2 separate regions of the Rattus norvegicus genome follow, and region 2 is linked to region 1. The links are chromatin contacts, called in public Hi-C maps. All regions are on one chromosome and are shown on one strand. Each heading gives the region's core, a stretch centred on a gene start, on an enhancer-like site or on the middle of the called end of the contact. The rest is flanking DNA. Distances are from core to core; before and after follow the strand shown.

What was found. Hi-C and Micro-C count contacts between places; a contact is called where the count stands out from the background.
Region 2: a Hi-C map of Schwann cells shows a contact between it and region 1, with 2.5 times the contacts expected there. The contact joins the promoter of Zfp641 here to the enhancer-like site in region 1. A contact is called at or near these places in 2 of 12 Hi-C or Micro-C datasets (Schwann cells and frontal cortex).

The regions. Positions count from the first base shown.
Region 1 is chr7:131,191,313-131,195,120 of GRCr8, reverse strand. No RefSeq gene overlaps it. Among named protein-coding and RNA genes, the nearest start is that of Ccdc184, 14 kb to the right of the region's middle. Within about 2 kb of position 2,165, at least 82 of the 93 cell types and tissues checked have an H3K27ac peak or open chromatin away from gene starts, as enhancers often do. A contact at or near this core is called in Schwann cells, where this site is marked.
Region 2 is chr7:131,321,552-131,325,419 of GRCr8, reverse strand. Zfp641 (zinc finger protein 641) reads left to right here and starts at 1,729. Exons shown (of 6, transcript NM_001106792.2): 1 at 1,729-1,759.

The DNA.
Region 1 (3,808 bases), core at 916-3,415:
AGAAAATTAGCCGTTGCAAGTATGCTGAAGTAAGAAAAAAGAGAAAAAAGAAAAAAGAGAGAGGAGTGACTTGCAACCCAGAAGAACCATGTCTAAAGTTGTCAAACTCGGGGGAAGGTCTAGGCCTTCCAGATCACCACGGAGGAAAAGAAACCTTGTCTTCCTGTCTGTAGTCCTGGCTTCCCTAAGTTTGAAATCCCAATCTGCAAAAAGCCTTTGAAAAGGAAAAGCAAGCCGGTAAAGTTCAGGCAGAGAAAGGAAACAGTGTGCTTGTGAGGCTTTTTTTTTTTTTTTTTTTTGAGAATTACATCATAGCTGTGCAACAGTGCTTCTCTACCATCCTGACGCTGAGAGCCCTTAATACCTTTCCTCATGCTGTGGTGACCCCCAGCCATAAGCTTCTTTTTGTTGCTACTTCATAACTGTAATTCTGCTACTATTATGAATCGTAATGTTTTCTGATGGGCTTGGGTGACCCCTGTGAAAGGGTCATGACCCACAGGTTGAGAACCGCTCCCTGGCAGTTCTGCGCACTTGTAGACAATGGGCGCGGTGAACAGGGCAGGTCAGCAAAGGCTGCATTATTAAAAGGTCTGGAAAAAAAACACCATTGGAGCACAGATAACAGCAGCTCAAGGTTATTAAGTACTTTGGTCCTAAAACCTTTACAGTTGAATTCCACGATAGTAGGATCATTATGGGATACTATCGTGCACTATTTGATATCAAAAGCAGAAGTTTCTAGAAGTTGTTTTTCTTTTCAAATTACACAGCATTTAAAGGGCGTAGCTACCGTTCTCACTCAGGTGCCCTGTCCCCACAACTTAGGCCCCTCCTCCTCTGGGATGACCCTGTTATTATCCTCTGGACCTCTTCCTCCGCAGCTGTGATTACCTAAAGGTGATTGAGCACACCATTGACTAGTCACTGAAGGGGAAGGGGAGGGACTTATGAGACTTCTCCTCTTCCTAAAGACACCTAGCTAGTTAATAGAGGGAGCAGAACTGGGGATATCCAGGGTCAAGGATTTCAAGGAGAGCAATATTTTCTTTAACAGCATACCTGCCCCTGGGTAGTCAGTACCCCTGAGACTGACGTCAAATAAACTCATTGGTTCACCAGCTACACTGGGGTGGAACTTTGTTACTGTCCTTAGCTCACCTCTGGAGGTCCGGAAGAATGCCAAGGAGGTGATGTTAGCTAAACCATGAAGAATACGGAGAAGCGGTTAGGTGCAGATCGGGAAGGGATACTGGCTATTAGGACTAAAATTCCAACACCCGCCCCCCCCCCCAGTTGATTTCTTGCAGATTTGCGTTCAACGAGCATGTCAGAAGGTGAGTTGGGGCCAGGAATTACTAAGAAATCTGACCTGGGGTGACCTGGAACTGTCAAGCCTCCCAAGAGGAACAGGTCACAAGAAAGGCTCACAAGGAAAACTACTGCCGGCGCCAGATCTTCCCGGAAGGGAAGAGCTGCAGGGTTCACAAAAAGCCAGACAACTACTTAAGAAGGGCTCTGGAGAGGCTGGGGTCTGACTGGATTCAAGAAGACAAGATGACTAGGTGGGCCTGAAGCAGCGGCTCTTAACTTGTGGGTCTCGACTCCTTTGGGTTTCTTATCAGATATCCTGCATATCAGATATTTACATTACTATTTATAACAGTAGCAAAACTTGTTATGAAGTAGCAACAAAAATGATTTTATGGTTGGCGGCTTCACCAAACATTAGGAACTGTATTAAAGGGTCGCAGCATTCGGAAGGTTGAGAACCACTGCATTAGAGTTAGCTCAGCCCGCTAGAAACAGGAAGGGAACCCAGAAGTTCTGAGGTTCTTCCCCGAGGTCCTCACATCTCCCTGCACAGCTCCACCTGGTGGCAGCACCCGAGGATGCAGCACGCCTTGACCTGATTAGAACCAGGCGGAACCTGCCACCAATCAGCCTTCCTCAGCCTCTCGGCGCGCCCTGTGCAACCAATGAGAGGCGTCTCCTTGGCCAACCCTCCCGCGCCGGATCCAGATTTGTCCACCTCTGAGAAACAAGGTCTATTTCGGGATGACTGCAGCGGCCTTGGTGGGCAGCTGCAGGATGCAGCCCAGGAGCTCAGGGCGTGGGATACCCATCCAACCGCGTACCCTCCCCTTTGGCGGAGGCTGGGGTGTGGGCGGAGCATAGCCGGAGAGCCCTCTACCAATCACGTTAAGGCTCGGTAGCTGCCAGTCCAGTCTGAGGATGCGGAGCCTGAATCTCTCCAAGCGATAGCTCCATTTTTAGCGAATTGTGTAATGCTGGGCTGCTCTTCCCGCCCGTAAACAACTGCAGTGTCCTCAGCCGCCTTATCGCTCCCTTTCAGTTAACAACTCGAGAAGACCCTCTTGCCACGTACGTGGAGTCCCTGGGACCTCTGAGTTCCCACGATGTGTGTCTTATCTCTGTACGCCCTCGTTATTTTTGAGTGATTTACTTTTCTCTTTACCCAACTAGTATATGTTCAACCCTTGGCGCGAGTGCTTTGACCGTACGTGTTGTGATGGTATTCCTTGCAAAATCAAGCAAAAAAAAAAAAAAAAAAAAAAAGCAAAGCTTCTCCAACAGGACAGGAGAGGGAGTATTTATAGAGTCCTCACCCCACAAGTCCCCGAGTCTTGTGAAACAGTTTAGCATACGGAAATAGAGCGTATGCGGGTCACGAAAATTAAACGCTAACTCTAAAAATTTGTATCACTAAATCTAAAGACCTAGATGTCTTCTGTCTGACTCATCAACTCCTCGTCCTTGCTATCCATCTCAGGGCGTGGAAGACTGACCTGCATAAACTGCTCTCGTTCTTCCATCCGGTTCGATCCAAGAATGGCAAGGTGGAGCCCGAGGTTGGATATCTAGTCCCCCCCATCCCACCCCACCCCACCCCACCCTACCTTATCCGCTTTCTTTTTAGGGGGGGTCCCTATTTTTACTATCTCCTCCAGGTTCTGTCTCCACTATTTGGAACAGAGCTCTCTGCTTCTAGATATTTTTTGTGTGATTTTTCTACAGCCCACCCACACCTGGGTCTTGAAAAATAACTCCTCATTAAATTCTATTCAAATTATCCTACCCTAATACAAGACCGGCCTCCCTTACTGGGGAGCAGAAACCATCACCTCACATAGGAACATCTGAAAGGGATGACGGGGTCCCCGGAGATAGGCGAATCTGAACATGACGCTCACTTGGCGAACCTATGAGGCATAGATACTTTGGAGTGCGTCTGTTACGCTGCACAGCCTACCTTTCAAGAACTCTTCCCCCACAGGGGTACCACACATCTCTTCTCTGTACTTATTTGGAATAACAGTTGCCACCAAGGAATTCTGTATCGCATCCACCCACCATCACTACAGCTGACCCTATAGCCTCGAGCTATGGAGCACCTGACTGACAAAAAAAAAAAAAAATTGGTGCGCAGAGAGAGTCTGTTGAAGTTGGGGGTGGGGAGAACAGAAATAAAAGGCCATGTCTCCAAGGAAAGAACCTAAGATAATGCCGCCGCCCCCCCACACACACACACACACACACTTTGTGTCAGTCTAACATTTTGCACCTTGATTTGTGGAACAACCTTACAGCCTTATAGAAGGCTCGGGAAATGTTACCACCAACACTAACAACTATTAGCAATGCCCTGAGGGCCCTGACTTCCACGAATCTCTTCTCTGTACTTACTTGGAAAAACAAGTTCATTTTGCTGTCAGAGTTGGGGAACTTTCTTCTGCAAGATTTTCTCATTCCGGCCCTTCCTCTTCCGGACATCGTTCTGAGAGAT
Region 2 (3,868 bases), core at 480-2,979, 130 kb before region 1:
CAAGGAGGCTGGCTCCCTTTCTTTGAGGAGAAGAGGAGAAGGGAATGGGGGGGGGGGTTGTAAGGATGGGACTGGGAAGAGAGGAGAGGGGAGGAAGGCTGTGATCAGGATGCAAAGTGAATAATTTTTTTAAGAAAAAAAAAAGGTCAATAAAAATACATACTTTGCATGTGTGGGCGTGTGCGCGCGCGTGCACGTGCGTGAGTGCACACCCATGCACACGTGCATGAGTTCTTGTGCATAACAAACGACAGACTAGTCAGGCGAAAAAGTTTGGAGTGAACTTATCCACAATAGAGGAATTAACAATAATTGTTTTCTAATAAAGATCACTTTTATTGTCGAGAGAGGGTGGGGGAGGTGGAGGGAGGGAGGGGGAGGAGGGGGAGAGGGGGAGAGGAGGAGGGAGAGAGAAAAGAAAGAAAGAAGGAAAGAAAGAAGGAAGGAAGGAAGGAAGGAAGGAAGGAAGGAAGGAAGGAAACAGTATTTGCAGGATTGATTCCTAATACAGCTGACAGGCCAGCCACAGCCCTCTTCCCTCTTACCCTTGGACAGGAGTATTCTAAGGCCACTTGAGACAGTGGAGACGCTAGGTGAAAGGAACCTGGTCCTTTCATAAAAACAAAGAGCAGAGATCCTCTCTCACTCCCCATCCCCCACTGGTTTCACACCGTCCACCCACATGTAGAGAAGGACATGAAAAAGCCTTTACTAGAGTTACGGTACCGATTTGTTGGGCTACACTAATAAGCACCTCTCCCGTACCTAAGAGAACTTCCAGCACTGGTTCTGGAGCTGAGGATAGCCGCTCTGGTCCGACCATCCTCACACATCCCGTGAGCTGCTCCTAGAATGCCCTCTACACGGGTTCCCAACTGCAGGTCTCCCTCTTCTCTTATCCCATCGTCCCTGCTCCTCTATTTCTGTGAGTCTCTGACCTCCCTGCCAGACACAATCACTTCTCTTTGCTTCTATCCCGGCTCGGGGTAGATTTTTAAAAACACGTATCACATACCTTATGATAACGCCTTTGGCACATGGCCTCCACTGATAGGCTATAAGATTTTGCGGAACGACTGTGATAAAACAACGGGAATGTATCATTTACCAGCTAGGTTCTTTCTACCATTATCTGTTTTGTAGATGTTTCTGGTCTTTCCCACTCTCCTTCATTTTATTAATGCTTTAGGGTAGCCCTGCCCAGCAGAAATGTGGTGCAAGTCGCAATTATAATATGCAAAATTAACACACTTAACCCAATGTAGCGTAAACATTGCATTTTAAAAAATCAAGTCTTCTAAATGTGCCGGGCACACTTGTAGCTCATGTCTCTTCAGATACGAAGGCAATGCGGCAGCAGAGCCCACTTCACACAGCACCATCTTGGTGGAGCCAACGTGAAGGAAGGCGTCATTAGAAGTCCACTGTCCAGTCGGTTGTCTGTCTGTCTGTCAGGAGGGCTAGCCTGAGGGGAGGGTTCCAGCCCTCTTGTCGCCCCCACCGCCAGGCGCTGTGGGTGGTCGCAGGCTGTGGGCGGGGCCCCGGGAGTAGCAAAGCCCCTGGGCTGCGGCAGCAGCGACAGGAGCCTGGGTCCAGCGGTCCCCTCCGCCCCCGCCCGCCCCCGCCCGCACCACGGAGCCCCGGAAGCGGCGGGATTTCCTGTGCCCGCCCCACGCCGGCCCTGTCGCCTGTCGCTGGCTCTGCGGGCCACGGGCTCGGCCGCGCCGGGCGGGAGGCAGTGCCAAGGGGCCGAGCCCGGGTGAGTGGGGCCGGGGTGCGGGTGGGCGTGGAGGAGGGCGCCAGCCTGACCGTGGGGACTGTGGCGTCGGTGTCGCAAGCCCGGTCCCGTCGCTGTCACTGGCATGGGCGTCCCCGCAGCACCCTTCTGTCACTTGCTATAGCCCCGGCTCGCAGGAACCTGTTTTCTGGCCTCACTTAGGGAGCTCCAGAGTCTTCTGAAATCTGACCCTCCCCGTGGTGCTGTGACCGGGAGAGAAGAAATCTTACCCTGCTGCGGGCTCAGGGCCCGAGGTGCCACACCCGTGGTGGCCCGGCCACTGGGAACCACTCTCGTCCCTGTGCCCTTGGGCCACTTTTTGAAACCAGGGTCCTGAGACTGTCCATAGAACTTGCTGCAAAAAAAAAAAAAAAAATCAGCAGGTGCCCTGCCTCCCAGATACATAAGCAGGCAAGAAATGAAAGCCCAGGAACCCAGGCTCCAGCGGACTTGGGATTGTCCTGAACTAGGGGAAAGGGAAAAAAGAAAACAGGTGAAAGCTGAAAGGCCAGGTGCTGGCCCTGCCTCGAACACCCTAGGAAATACAAGCAGGTGACAGTAGCAGGTGACATCCTTTGCTCGGTTCCTGTTAACATCTCCACAGGTTTTCTGTCCTCATCCAGCTCGCCCAGTGTGCAGACACATTTCCCATGGAGGACTCTCCTCTGAAGGAGGTGACAGGGAAGTGGGTTGAGACAGGTGTCCCAGTACTAAACTGGAGAGGAAACTGCTGGAGGGCCTGCCTAGGCAGCGAGGGAATGAGGGGGACTGGAGGTGCAGAAGGGTGATTGGTGTCCTGCGTGTCTAAAAGTGAGAAAGGGCACAGGTGCTGAAATCCAGAGGAGAGCTAAAATGGAAATTCCACTAAGTGCTGCCTTACCCTCTTTCCCTTCCTCTCCTAACACCACCCAAGCTGGGAATCAGCCCAGGATGCCTCCATGAGGCCCCAGAGTCATCTTTGAGCTTCAACAGTGGGAAGAGGAGTTTGTTCATTTAGTACATTGTTCTTAGAAATCTGTTGTCACAGGCAAATGGACCAGGAAGTAGCTGGCCTGGAGCCCTTCCAAGCCTCCTGGGGTCTTGCAGATGTTACTGAATGATCCTGTGAGTCAAAACAGCCCCTGAAATTCTGACTTGTTCTAGGGAGATTACTGGTCGCTCCGTCTACATGGGAAGGGAGTAGGAATGACAGAAATCCATTGGCACCATGGTTCTACCATGGTTGTCAAATGGGTCCTGTCTTGTTCTAGGACTGCTGTGGATTCTAAAACAAACCCTAACCTAAATCCCTTTCTTGCGATCAAACCCCATTTATTCTGTTTTATGGGTGGCGTGACTGACCGGCCTTCTGTTGCTTGTCAAGCCCAAACTATGTCTGCTGTTTCAGCTTCCCTTTCTTAACTCAAACCTCTTCCCGTGAACAAACACCGGCTTCCCCATGCCATTCTTGGAGTTCGATATATTCTTTATAAGGCGCTGTGACTGGTGCCCATCACGTACTCCAGCCTCTAACGTTGTGTTAATAATGCCGCCTTCCCGCTTCCCACCACTTCTCCACGCTCTGATCTTCCCACCATTCCCAATTAAACTTCAGCTCTTCACCGACCTGCAGTTTCTGCTCCCTGTCAGGCCTGTGCTGGGTACATCCAGCTCGCCTGTGTAGCGGTCCAGGTCACTGTCTTTCTGCTGTGTTTGTCTCAGTTCTCATTTCCTATGTAGGAATGACAGGTCATGGGTCCCTTCACTGAGACTTAAGGGAGGGCTATCTGGTTCATTTTGAACAGGTACTTAGGACAGGTCTACCCCCTGGGTGGGACTTCTACACCAGTTGATGAAAATGAAATCTGAGGCATAGAATCTCTCGGTATGTTCGCACCCATCTTTGTTGAGTGGATTCCTTCCTGCATTTTCAATGAATTCGAGTGAGGTCTGTTTATAGCGTGAGGCCTTTGAATACCCGGGACCTGACTGTGGATCACCTGTCGGCTCCTGAGTTCCTCCAGGAAAGCTAGGCTCACACTGCCTTGTAAGCACATCTTCCACGGGGCTCCTCTGCTTCCTGTCCTTAGCCTTGGGAACTGTGTCTCATCC